2 separate regions of the Sus scrofa genome follow, and region 2 is linked to region 1. Evidence: chromatin contacts called from public Hi-C data. All regions are on one chromosome and are shown on one strand. Each heading gives the region's core, a stretch centred on a gene start, on an enhancer-like site or on the middle of the called end of the contact. The rest is flanking DNA. Distances are from core to core; before and after follow the strand shown.

Evidence for each region. Hi-C and Micro-C count contacts between places; a contact is called where the count stands out from the background.
Region 2: a Hi-C map of fetal heart ventricle shows a contact between it and region 1, with 4 times the contacts expected there. The contact joins two enhancer-like sites. A contact is called at or near these places in 2 of 47 Hi-C or Micro-C datasets (embryonic fibroblasts and fetal heart ventricle) and 1 of 2 datasets of contacts at active chromatin or transcription factors (skeletal muscle).

What each region holds. Positions count from the first base shown.
Region 1 is chr3:97,255,599-97,262,139 of Sscrofa11.1, reverse strand. All of the region lies in intron 2 of LOC106509841 (a long non-coding RNA gene), which reads right to left. Among named protein-coding and RNA genes, the nearest start is that of ZFP36L2, 58 kb to the right of the region's middle. Within about 2 kb of position 2,404, at least 27 of the 83 cell types and tissues checked have an H3K27ac peak or open chromatin away from gene starts, as enhancers often do.
Region 2 is chr3:97,346,690-97,353,634 of Sscrofa11.1, reverse strand. No RefSeq gene overlaps it. Among named protein-coding and RNA genes, the nearest start is that of ZFP36L2, 150 kb to the right of the region's middle. Within about 2 kb of position 3,909, at least 7 of the 83 cell types and tissues checked have an H3K27ac peak or open chromatin away from gene starts, as enhancers often do.

The DNA.
Region 1 (6,541 bases), core at 1,155-3,654:
AGGAATCCGGATTCAAACCCAGACTGGTTCCACACTTTTAACCACTATACCATACTATGTCTCTTTTTATAGTTTTTTTTTTTTTTAAAGTAAACATGAGATTACTTGGTCCTGGTTGCCTTTGGCACCAGAGGCATGGACATGTGACATTACAGGTCATTCCCAGCCCTGCCTCTCTCTCTCTCTGGCACACACACACACACACACACACACACACACACACACACACAGTCTGCCTCATCCTGGTGCTGCCAGGCACATCGGTGACCTCCTGGTTCCTCCACAGCCAGGCATCAGGCCTGTGGGAACACAGTGCTCTCGTATTTGGATCCAAGTCTATTCTGGAACATACCACCCTATGCCTCTCCCCTCGGCTGCCACCCTAGTTCCGCCCCTGGGGCCAGCATTCCTGGAAAGCTCCAAGACAGCTTCTTTCAGGGGAGATTTTCCACGGGGCCTGTGCAGCCAGAATTGGCATAAGCTGAGGAGGGTCCTACCCACAGTCCCTGTCTTGGGGCCAGGAAGCTTGGAGCATCCCTGGGGTATCGGGGCCGTTCCTCTTCTCCATGGCAGAGGCCTTGGCAGATGGGACACTCGCAGCTCCTTCCCCATCCTGGTGTGTCCTCTTGGCCTCAGAGGAGTTCGGGTCTCCAGCACTCTTGTCTCAGCTCTGCTCAGTCCCACCCCATGACCAGGGAGTGTGTTCCTGCGGGGCCCAGCCCTGTGCTGGGTGCTGTGGACCTGCCCCTGGAGGCTCGCCGCTCTGCACGGACAGACGAGCAGCCTGCCCGTGAGCTGCCAGCAACACAGCGCTGCAGCAAATCCCCAAAGACCTTCCTGGACCTGGGCTCAGGCACCAGGACCTCGTCCTCCTGCTCAGGGACCCCAAGAGCTCGTCCTATCCTGCGTGGTGACCCCTGGCCCCAGCCCTGGCTGTTGTTTCGGTGGCAGGAAAGCCTCTCGCCCGAAGCTCAATGTCCTGCCTGCGCTCAGCGGATGACTAACCTGCCCCTCCTCAGCCTGGCACTTCCAGCCCCTCCTTCTGGCTCCGCCTGAGTCAGAGGCCCGTCAGCTTCTGATGCCCCTGAGGCCCAGCAGATTTGGGTGGGAAGGCTGTGTCCTATGCCAGGGCCTGAGGAGACGGGCCAGGCCCTCACTCCTCACTGGCCTGACCTTTTAGCAGGAACTTCTAAGCATTCTTTGATCTCGAAATGCCACATGTGCGTACACACACACACACACACACACACGCACCCCCATTCACATTCAGCCACACTCTTACTAGAGATGAAATAGTGCAGGTGCCAGGCTGAACCAGAACAGTCTTGTGGGGTGTGGCCTCCTGGCCTCTCCTGCAGAGGCCCCAACACCTCCTGGTACCAGAGAGCAGGACCAGAGGCCTGGGAAAGGGGTCTGTGCCTCTGGCTCCCTCCCTAGAACAGGCACAGATACTGGCTGCTGAGGGGACTCGATCCTTCGAATATGCCTCAGCACTACAGTCCTCTCTCTCTTGCACACAAACACATACCCCTAGACTCCTCCTCTGCAGCACTTCAAAGCCTCCCCCCACTACACTAGCCTCACAATAAAAGTAGCCAAAGAGTTCCCGTTGTGGCTCAGTGGTAAACGAATCCGACTAGGATCCACGAGGAAGCGGGTTGAATCCCTGGCCTCACTCAGTGGGTTAAGGATCCGGTGTTGCTGTGAGCGGTGGTGTAGGTTGCAGACGTGGCTCAGATCTTGCATTGCTGTGGCTGTGGTGTAGGCTGGCAGCTACAGCTCCAATTCGAACCCTAGCCTGGGAACCTCCATATGCAAAACCTTGACCCCTGACTCAATCTTGGGAAGCCATGGTCAAGCCCTGGGGATTTCTGCTCCTGGTTCTGCCCTAATGGGCCCCCTCCCTGGCTGGACTTGGCAGTGGCTGCGTGGCCAGCCCCGCATCTTCCCGAAGCCAGTTCCCGTCCCAGCACACAGAGGCACAAGCTGGGCTCCACGCCGCTTTCCAGGATCAGTCTGAGGGCTTAGGTTTGGGGTGTTTCATTTTCTTCTGTCTTTACCCCCATGTATACCCCATTGGCTCTGCCTGAAAAACACCCTCCCTCCCACCTCCCTGAGTCAGCTCTCAGCATCTGAGCACTACTAGCCAGCCTTGTTCAGGTGAGGAAACTGCAGCTGAGCAAGGCTACATACAGAGGGACAGAGGGATGCGTTTCTATCCATATTTCAACATTCACTTGGGTACCACCTTCCTGGGACTCCCCCGTTCCTGAGCGCCCCTGCCCTCGCCCTGGCCAGTGCCCCCCTCCCCCGGGGACAGGACGAGCAGACCTCTAGCCTAGAGCCCCTGCCCCCTGGAGTGAGTTCTGTTGAGCTTGTTACTTCAGCCCCGGAGCACTGATGTGTGCCCTTCTCCTGTGTCACTGGCCCCGTGAGAGCAGGTGGGCGGGCCCAGGTCTGAGTCACTGCCCAGCTCTGAGCCCGGCAAGCTGGCCGTGCAGGTAACCCTTTGCTGCCTGGGGAAGCTGACCAGAGGAAGGCCGGTCTGGGCCCTCGTCCCACTTTCCGGCCACGTCTCCCCCCTGCACCCCATCCCTGCATTTCTCCCTGTCCAGCTCTTTTCCCAGGAAGAGAGTGGCAAGCCCCTGCCCTGCTCTCAGGATGGGCCTTGCTGATGGGAGGTAGAATCTGTGCCGGGCTGAACATGCGACAGGGGTGGTGCTGGTCCCCCCAGGAGCTCCTCTGGCTTGAGTGGGCCCAGCGTGCACCTGAAGACAGGGAGCCCTGGCTCAGCACCCTGGGTCACTTCTCGGTGGCCACTTCAGTTTGTGCGTCCACTTGGGGGGGAGGGGACTCAGCCATCAGCCCGATGCCATGTTTATTTAAGGGGCACCGAGTTAAAAATAGCCTGAGTGCCCCAAGAGCAGGCAGCAGGCTCGGTGACCTCTGGCTCAGACAGAGAGAGGGATTCCAGGAGCTCTGAGACCTGTCCTCACCTCCGAGCCCTCTGTCGGCTCCCCCTCCCGCAGATAGACTTGTGCCTCTGTCAAGTGTCACACACACCCCAGCGTGGCGGGATGGCACCAGCGACATGTTTCGTGCGCTTCACAGACTGCAGGGTTTTGCGGCAGAGAAGCCTGAACTTTAGACCTGGCAGGGACCCCAAGGGGGGATTACTCTACAACTGCCCCATCAACACCCCCCATTTTGTGGCAGTTGGGGGGGTGGGGTGGCTGGAGTTCGCAGCGTAACGACGGGCTCAAGGTCGTGCAGAGCAAGACGACAGTCCGGGACTCTTGGCTCCCAATTCGGGACGCTGTCCGCCGCGTTACATCACGCCCATCATGTTTTATTACACAACGTTCAAATGTATTTTGTTCTTTCGTCTTACGTTATGTAATGCCAGGTAGGCAGGAATGGGGGTGGGGAGGGGCGTGGGGAAGTCCTTGGATGGAGGAGGTGACAAAAAGGCCATTAAGACGAAAGTACAGCAGTGAGCCTTTATCTTCCCCCACCCAGATCAGGCCCTGGCTCCCCACCTGAGTCCGCTCCCCTCCGTCAGGTGTAGTGGGTGCGGCTCAGCACCCAGTGCCCTAATTAGCACCTGTTGACAGTTTCTGGTTTGTGTGTTATCACCTTGGGTCCTCTTATCTTTATCAGAGCCAAAGGTTGATTGGAGCATTCTGGCTCAAGCTCAAAGCAACTTCACTCTGATTCCACGAAGCATTTATAACCGCTGTGAATAACAGCCCTCTTTCCTCAAGATAGCAGCCGGACCTGTCCGAGAGATGCCCTGTGGAGTCTTTGGGGGGGGTTGTTTGTTTGTTTTGCTTTTTAGGGCCGCAGCCACGGCACATGGAGGTTCCCAAGCTAGGGATCGAATCAGAGTTGTAGCTGCCAGCCTATGCCACAGCCACAGCAACGAAGGATCTAAGCCTCATCTGTGACCCACACCACAGCTCACAGCAACGCCGGATCCTTAACCCACTGAGCGAGGCCAGGGATCGAACCTACCACCTCATGGTTCCTAGTTGGTTTCATTTCTGCTGCACAACAACGGGAACTCATGGAGTCTTTGGTTTGATCCCCACCATGTCCACCGAGACGGGAGTGCAGAGCCCTCCCCACAGCTGGGAGAGGACGTGATGCCAGTCCTGACCCCCAGTCTCGGGCACCCCACAGTGATGCCCCAGGCACCGGAACCTGCCAGAACCCCCTACCAGGGGCTACAGCCCCTGCTCCTCCAGCCTGTCTGCCAGGACAAAGTTCCTGGGCCTTATCAGCCCAAGAGGTAGAATATTAATCTGGCCATCTCTGCCCCAGCCCTGCCCCCTTACAGCCAGCCTCCCCACTACAGGTGGGCAGGGTGTGTACCCACAAGGACAGGGTAAGAAGGCTGTGGGAAGGGACCTACATGTGGCCCACAGCCATGTGAGAGAAATGGCTTCTTGGTGTCTTCCTGGTATTAACCTCAAGGCCAGGCCCTCAGGTCCCTCCCAGCTCCCTCTGTCCTGGGGGAGATGTTTTCTCTGAGGAGTGACCCAAACCTTTCCTGACACCTGACGTTCCCACCTGGACCCCCTGGGTCTGGTGCTGCCAGAGAGGCCCAGGGTCCTACTCCCAGCTCTGCCACTGGGCGTGTCGCTGTGCATCAGACCTCAACTGCCTCACCTGTAAAATGGGAATCTTTGACTTGCCCTAGAATACCCACCTTCCCACTGAGACTTGGTACCTAAGGCTGGGTGACCACCCCACCCCCATGCCTAGACCCACCTGGAACAGGATCCAGGACCCTGGAGGTAGCTCTTTTGTGTCTTGAACCTCACTGAGTCCCATTTTCGGCCACCCAAACCCCTTTAGCTCCTGAACCAAGGCTCCAGGGACCACCTTTTGAGGATGTCCCCAGAGATCTCAGACAGGGATTGGTCCCTGCCAGCAGCCGTGTGTGTGTGTGTGTGTGTGTGTGTGTGTGTGTGTGTGTGTGTGTTGGTCCCTGCCAGCAGCCGTGTGTGTGTGTGTGTGTGTGTGTGTGTGTGTGTGTGTTGGTCCCTGCCAGCAGCCGTGTGTGTGTGTGTGTGTGTGTGTGTGTGTGTGTGTGTGTACACCCACCCTCCTGACGCATTGTCTGGAGGGGGCATTGTCCGGAGGGCCGGGCGGTTGCCTTTATGGCAAGGCATAAAAGGTAATCATTGACCGCATCAATGCCGCCCTGCGTGTCAGTGCCCGCCCAGCCTCGACCCTGCCAGGCCCTGGATTACTTTACAGTCACATAAAAGAAGCCTCCAGACTGGCCCCTTGGGGACTTTGGCCCCCAAGCGGGGAACGGGAGGGAGCCGTTCCCTGGAGACAGGCTTTTCTTATAATATTTACTGAACAGAAAGAGCTCCTTCCTTTTATCAAACACCACTGGGACTGTCTCAGCCCGGCCTGCCCAAGCCCCAGAGTCCCCATCAATAGGGGCCACCCTTCTCCCCTCCTTCCTCCACCTCTGCCATCGGGACCCACCAGCAGCCCGGATGTCCCCAAGCTGGGTCTCAGGATGCATCTTGCAGGCCTCGTTTCCTTTACAGTTTTATTTCATCCAGCCTGCACAACCCCATGGGGTAGGAAGGGAGATCATTTCCATTTTACAGATAGGAACACTTGGACTCAGAGAGGTCTAGTACCTTTCCTGAGTCGCACAGCCAGTAAAGGGCAAACCTCTCCTGCATGCAGTAGTCTATAAGGCTATACATCTATAAGTCTCCAGACTTGCTTGATTAAATGCTATCGGTAAAAAAAAATAACACGTGTCAGCACAAACCCTTAATATATTTATACGTATCCATAAATCATATACGTGTACTACTGAAAATCTACTTATCAAATGTTAGCAAATATCCACACTCTAATGGAAGCATCTTTTCCTGTCCTGTCATTCAAACCAGATCACATCAACCCCAGGGACCCTCCCCAGGGCTCATTTTCCGCAGGGACACCAGGGCCAGAGGGAGAAGGTCTGGGGAAGGGTAAGCCTCAGGCAGGCAGGGGGACACACTGGGAAAGGACATTCCAGACAAATGCTTGAGCAAAATCCAAGAGGCAGGAAATGGCAGGAAACAGTCAGGCACAGCCGAGAAGCCTGGGAACGTGAATGGGTGAATGGCTATAGCCAGAGACAATGCTGGAAAGTTTCGGGTGGGGCTCAAAGGAGTGGGCCAGACCACGGGACCTCGTGGAGAGCGCAGCAGGGAGCCGCGGCGGGTTGGGGAGCAGCGGTGTGACTTTCCCAGAGCCCTGTTTTGGAAACGTTTCCCAGGCCACAGAGTGGAGGATGGTGACGACAACGACGTTCTTAGGTCGATCGCCCTGGGGTCATGTCACATGGCCCTTTGGGAGGCCGGAGACGAAGGCCCGTCAGGAGTTGCCACACCTCTGTATCTGTGCACACACGCTGCCTGCCATTTACCCGCTGCCTGGCTGGCCTTGGTTTTCTCATCCATAAAATGGGCATAACAAGAGCACACAGCATGGATATGGTCGTTACTCTGACACTTGGGGA
Region 2 (6,945 bases), core at 2,660-5,159, 90 kb before region 1:
CCTACACCATAGCTCACAGCAACACTAGATCCTTAACCCCCTGAGCGAGGCCAGGGATCGAACCCACATCCTTATGGATGCTACTCAGATTTGTTTCTGTTAAGACATGACGGGAACTCCATTATTCAATATTTTACGTTAGCTTAAAATGAGATCCATTAGACTTTCACCAAGGAAATGTTTATGAATGAAGCCCCAAATGTCCACAGAATTTTGCAACCAGATTTTTATGGTTACTATATTTTAAACATAATTCTATGTTAATCAACATAGATCTGCATTATTTTCTTTCTTTTTTGGCAAACTATTTTTTAAAGTTCAATACAAGTGTATTAGAGACAACAAAATGCAAAATTATTCAGCTTGATAAGATTTTACGTAGACATCCACTTATTTAACCACCATCCAGATCAAAGTATGGAACATTTCCAACACTCGGAAGCTTCCCTCGTCTCTTTCCTAGGGCTTCCCCACCCTCATAGAAAATTGTTCTGACTGCTCTCATTTTAGATGGTTTTGCCTGCTTGGGATTTGCATCTAAATAGAGTCACACAGTACGTATACTCTCCTGTGTTTGGCTTCTTCCCCTCTGAGCCATGTTTTTTGGAGTTACATCCATGTCATCACATGACTCAGTAGTTCATTCTTTTTCACTGCTGTGTAATTTTCCACCTTACAAATATACTACAATGTGTTTATCCATTTTCCTGTTGACATATATTCAGAAATGCAGATGAAAACCACAAGGCGACACCTTTACACATTTCCTAGAAAAGCCAAAATGAAACAGGCTGACAATCCATGTGAAGATGGTGGAGCAAATGAAGCTCCACCTGGTGGGGGCAGGGGTGTTGGAACAGTCACTGTTCAGCAGCATTGGCTCAAGTTGCACATACATCACTCTTTGACCCAGAAATTCCATCTTGGGTACAAACCCAAGAGAAAGACGTGTTTATGCCTGCCAAAACACATGTACCAGAATGTTCACGGTCGCTTTATTGATAATTCCATCACCATGTAAATGGCTGCCAAGTTCTCCATTGTGTGAACGTTCCAGTCTCCCATTGCCCGGAATCAGTTCTAAATCAGGCTAGATAAGCGACTTTATACACACACCTTGTGTGAACTTAGAATTGTTTCCTTAGGATCAATTCCCAGGCGTGGATTGCTGAGTCAGAAGCTACAAACATCTTTAACTAAGCTGTCCCCAAAAAGTCTACATTGGCTCCCCCAACACTGATCACACGTGTGTGACTATGAGGTTTTCACAAACCCCACAGTTTAAACGTGCACAGTCCCCACCCTGGAGCCCACAGAGCTGAGGCTTTCCTGGCTCCCAGCAGTGAAAGGAAGGAAGGTTTAGGATAAACAGGCTGCAAGCACAATGGCCACAGCCCCCAGGGCCAGGCGCTGGGCCACCACCCTCCTTCCACCTGCTGCGGCCAGAGTGTCCTCTGGTGCCGGTGGCCTCCCACAGGCTGAGCACATAAGGGACCAGCTGCACAGGCCCAGGAGTGCTGATGCAGGCCAGTCAGACATGGGACATCAGCGGGTGAGCAGAACACCCAGCAGTTCCTCCTCCTCAGCCCGTCACCTGGGCGCTGATTCCCTTCCAGATTTTGCTCCCGCAGTGCCCCCAGGCTGTCGTGCCAGGCAAGCAGGCAGCTGTGTGTGCAGGGCCGCGGGGGAGCACAGCAGAAAGACCCAAGCGTCAAAGGCCTTTCCCTCTTCTTTGAGATCAGGGCCGGGTCTACATGATGCGATGTGAAGAGCCCCAAGCAGGCCCCACCTTGGCCAACGACAGTGCCCAAAATGCTTCGTACTCCTGCCTTTGTGCTCGATGCTGCCCCACCTGCCCATCCACCCAGGGAGCAGCAGAGTCAGCACGAGGGAGGGAAGTTATGAGACTCCTTCCTCCTAGTGGGAAAGGGGAAGGAAGTTTGCAGGAAGCCTGCTTCCCCAAATTCACAATTCAGCTGCCAGCTGTGTGGGTCAGGCCAGCTGCTCCCGCCACCAGTCAACCCCTTTCTCCACGCCACAGGAAGACCCAGTACTCAATCTCCCCAGGTTCTTTCCTGCCGAGGGTCTGGCTTCTGTCACACACACACAAGCACACGCACACGCATGCACACACATGCACATGGGGCAGGGACAAGGTGTCTGCAGAGGCCCTCGGTTCCATGGGACACTGAGGCCCTGAGAAGAGTGACTCTCTGTCCTCAGTGGCCACATGGAGAAGGCAGGATGAATAATGTGTGGCTCCCAGAGGCCAGGCTCAGGGTGGGGGCCGAGGAACGGGAGGACAGAGGCAGGCTGAGCAGCCCCGACCCTGGCCTTCCTTCTCTGCCCAGACTGGAGCCCCCAGCTCAGGCTCCAACCTCCGCCATCCTCTGTCTGCTCTGAGCCGCCACAGACAATGACCGCTTCCTCCTTGCCCCATAGCCACACACGTCTGGAGCCAGGGGCCCTCAGAGTTCTTGTAGGCCAAGCCTGTGTCTCAGGTTAGGTTCTGAGAAGCAGAGCCTGAAGGGGTGATCCCTGTGAGAATGCTGAACTGGGGGAGTGCCCGGGGAGCAAGGCAGTGAGGGAAGCAGGGTGGACAGAGGAGGACCGCAGCAAGGATGTGGTGGCCTCCGGCTCCAGCCTGATCCCAAGGGCTCTGGAGATGACTTATAACACAGCCCTGGCCCAGCCTGCGAGGTTCTGCGTCGATCACCCGCTACAGGCTGGGGGCGGGGGGATGGGGGTGCCTGGGACGTGCCAGGACAGTTCTCCAGAGAAGGGGGTGCAGTGAGCCTTAGCGGCAAGTCTCACAGCAGCTGGTAAAGGGATCTGGGCAGAGCGCCCACCGCACCCACTGTAGTCACCCCACTCCAGGTGGGGAGCCCCCAGGTAGCCAGCTAGGTGCCAGCCCACAGACTGGCCTCAGCCAATTCTGGGCTGTCCTGCCTGGGAAGAAAGAGCCCTGTCTCTGGATGAGCACAGGGGGCGCCCAGGAAGCAGGCGAGGAAAGAGCAGCAGAGGCAGGGCCAGAGCATCAGCCAAGAGCCCGTATTTCTGGAGCAGAGGTCTCTACCTGGGGGAGCGGTTCATAGACCTGTGCCACCCCCTGCAATGTCACGCTGGCTGTGGTACGTGTATAAGCAGGTGTTTGGGAGAGAAAATCTAAAGAGTCGTGGCATCTCAAAAGCAAGGAAGATAAGTGTGATTGTCAGTCCTCTCCTGGTTGTTCCCACAGACACATTGCTGACCGGGGGGGTATGATAGGGACTCTGGGCTTAGGAAACGCCTGGAGAGCCCAAGACACTTTCCACACAGCCATGTGCTCAGCCCTCTCCTTCTGGGTTTGGTGGGGCTACTGGGCTGGCCTTGACTTTGGAGAAGAAGATGCTTCTTCTCTTCATGGTGGGGTGGGGCTGGGCTGGAGTCCTAGGGCTGAACCCGCAAGCTACCAGAAGGCAGAACCCAGGCCAGGCCACCCTTTACACCCACAGCCCCTTTCTGCGTGTCAGAAAAGGCACTCTCAATTGACAGAACACTGTAAACCAGCTGTAATGGAGAAAATAAAAGCCATTATAAAATTTGTTTAAAAAGGCACTCTCACAGGGAGAGGCAAGCTACAAAAAAAACAGCCCCCTCTAAGTCAGTGGACCTGAGAAAGGGTCCCTTCTTCAGGGTGGGCTGCCCAGGCCCTCCCCACAGCTGCATGGTCCAGCTGGCTCTATCCTACCTCAACCAGTCAGCACTAGGAGACAGGCCCCCACCCGACCTGGGCCCCCAGAAGTTGAGACAGGGAGCAGGGGGAAGCCCGGGTGGGTGCCGAGGGCTCTGAAAGTTGAACTAGGGCAGAGCTGGGGCAGCATCTCAATGAAGCTGCCGACAGATTCTGGGCCTCCAGCCAGCTACACACCAGACCTGTGAGGGGGACCCTGGCCGTGCCAGGCTGGCGACGCTGCTAAGGTCAGGGCCAGCGCACACACAGTGGCTGCCCAGCCACCATGGCTGTGAAGGCGCCCCAAAGGCAGCGGAGGCTGAGGAACGCAAGGGCCCTGGGAGGCAGGAGCCTGAGCCTCCATTCAATGTAGTGACCTTCTCCACTGAGCCCTGCCAGGCGCTGGAGACATCTAGATGTGCGTCCGAGGGGGTCAGCATCTTGTGTCTGTGGGGAAAGGGAGGCATGTCTGTGGGTTTTCCATTAAATCCAATGCCATGGACCTCAATCCCTCGATCCTACCTGCTGGTGAGAATCATCTGCGCCTTAAAGCGCTACAGCCTCTGGGCCCCACGAGGATTCCATGACTCTGAAGTAAGGTCATGCCATATTTATTCATTTATGTTTAGGCTCTGGGATATTCTACTGTGCAGCCGGCCAGGGCAAAGGACTATTGAATTGATCATTCCCTCCAAGAGAGGCTCCTATTTCCAGAAAGGGGCTGGGAGACCAATTAGGTTTGGGAAATACCTTCTCTTCTAGCTCCTCTTCTTGTCACAGGACCGGCTAACAGATCAAAGAACTTTCCAAGCCAAAAAACTTTGCTCTGGGGAGTTCCCATCGTGGCGCAGTGGTTAACGAATCTGACTAGGAACCATGAGGTTGCAGGTTCGGTCCCTGCCCTTGCTCAGTGGGTTAACGATCCGGCGTTGCCGTGAGCTGTGGTGTAGGTTGCAGATGCGGCTTGGATCCCGCGTTGCTGTGGCTCTGGCGTAGGCCGGTGGCTACAGCTCCGATTCAACCCCTAGCCTGGGAACCTCCATATGCCGCGGGAGCGGCCTAAGAAATAGCAACAACAACAACAACAAAAGACAAAAAGACAAAAGACAAAAAAAAAAAAACAAAACTTTGCTCTGGAAATGCGTTGTTCTTGGCGGTGATGGTGGTGGCGTGTGCGCACGTGCGCCTGTGCCGTATCATCTCCATTTTAGAAATGAGATTCCAAGAGGTTAAGGAATTTCTGTGATGCGGTCACTGTGGTCAGATGCAGAGCTCTCTCTTCTTGACACATTGTTCCCACTCAACACCCCCTAAACACCTCCAGATACGGACCTCTCAGCAGCTCCCCCTGGGAGTCAGGTGGCCTTGGGGGTAGGGGTGGGGAGGGCGGTGGCAAAAGGCTCACCCAGCCCCCACCCCACCCCGGGTCCCACTGGGACTCCTGTCTCTCCCTGCAGTCAGGCCCCAGTCCTCCTGGAGGCCAGGATGCTCCTTCATCCTGTCCGGCCCCTCGTGGAGCAGATGTGACAGAACCCGTCCTCCCTAAGGGGGCGCTTGTGTCTTCCATGTGCCCAGCCCTTGTGGTCAGGTTTGGTGCAGATTTTCAATCCTCCCAGCTGTCCGTCTCCTCAGAGGGCGGGGAGGAAGGCGGACGGTTTCCAAATTCTGTTCCTGGGGTCCATATCACGAACATGGCTTCCCCACACTAAGCAGGTCATGCTTCCAGGCAGATGGAAGCATTTTTGCTTTTTAGGGCTGCACCCACGGCATGCAGGTGAGGGGTGGAATTGGAGCTACAGCCACAGCCCACACCAGATCCGAGCTGCATCTGTGACCTACACCACAGGTCACAGCAACGACAGATGCTTAACCCACTGAGCAAGGCCAGGGATCAAACCCGAGTCCTCATGGATCCTAGTCAGGTTCTGAGCCACAGCGGGAACTCCACGTGACCATCTTTAAATAGGGCTTGAGGCCCCACAAGCTTCAAAACTCAGGCTGCTCTTCTGATACCTTAGGCTGGGCATCAGTCCCCCTTCCAAAGGAATTTCAACACCCCCCTCCCTCTGGCCCAGGTTGCTGCATTCCTTCAGCAAAAGGGCGCTCCTAGAGCTGATGAAACCTGGGTCCTGGGATGCAGGCTGGCCCAGAAGCACAGCTGAGCTCTCAGAAGCTGCACAAAGACGCGTGTGGGAAAGTCTTAGAGCATGTTGGTTTCTCTCTGGCTAAATCTAATTAAGATGAAATGTTAGCTTCCTTGGGAGTCTGCCTCGCCCACTGGGCAGTTGCTGGGGCCTGTGAAAACTCTCTGGCTTCCCCATAGCAAGACTCACCCAAAATGTGTCCGGTTCCTCCTGAACTCTGATTTTAGCAACAAATCCTTGTCTTCCTGTGAGATGTGTGGAGGATAAACTTCTGTTTCCCAGGGAAGTTTATGAACGAAAATCTAGCCCATCGGTGGGGAACTCCACAGCCACCTAACAAATCTTTCTTATTCCCTGAACAGCCCCAGCTGAAAGCAAGTAAAACAGGCAGTCAGAATCAGGGAGGTGTAGGAAGAGACCAGGGGACGAAGTGCTGTGACAGTGAGCAAGGCACAGGCAATAACTCGTGGTCCAGAGAGACAGGCTGGTGGCATCTGGAAGTCAGCTTGGGGAGCCTAGGGGCTAAGCAAGCATAGTCTTAGATGACAGGTCCTCCAAGGTGGGCCCACTGGCTAGCACCCCAGCACCTGGGAGGGCTGACGGCTTGACTTGAGCAGGCAGAGTAATTGCGTACACGCAGGTGCCTCTCAATGGAAATTATGTGTTTTAGTTTATTTAATCTTCCCAACAATTCTGTAATGTTCCTACTATACAGGTGAAGTGCCAGGGAGAGTGGGTAACTTGCCTAGAGCTATGGATGTAGGGTCAGGATTTGAACCAGGCAGTCTGGCTTCAGAGTCTATGCACTAAACCACCACACCACAACTCCTATATAGAGAAGAGACTCTCGTTACCAGATGCTCAGGTGTCTATGGCTGTGCGACCCCAAAACTTAGTGGCTTAAGACATCATCAGTTGCCTCTTCAGCTCATGAATCTACAGCCTGGCAGGACAGGATGGGAAAGGTTAGGTTCTGTTCTACAAGGTGGTGGCTGGGGCAGCTCATCTGAGAACAGGAGGACCCACGAGCAAGACAGCTCATTCACAAGGTTAGCAAGTGAGAACCAGCTGCTGGCTGGGAGCTCCGCC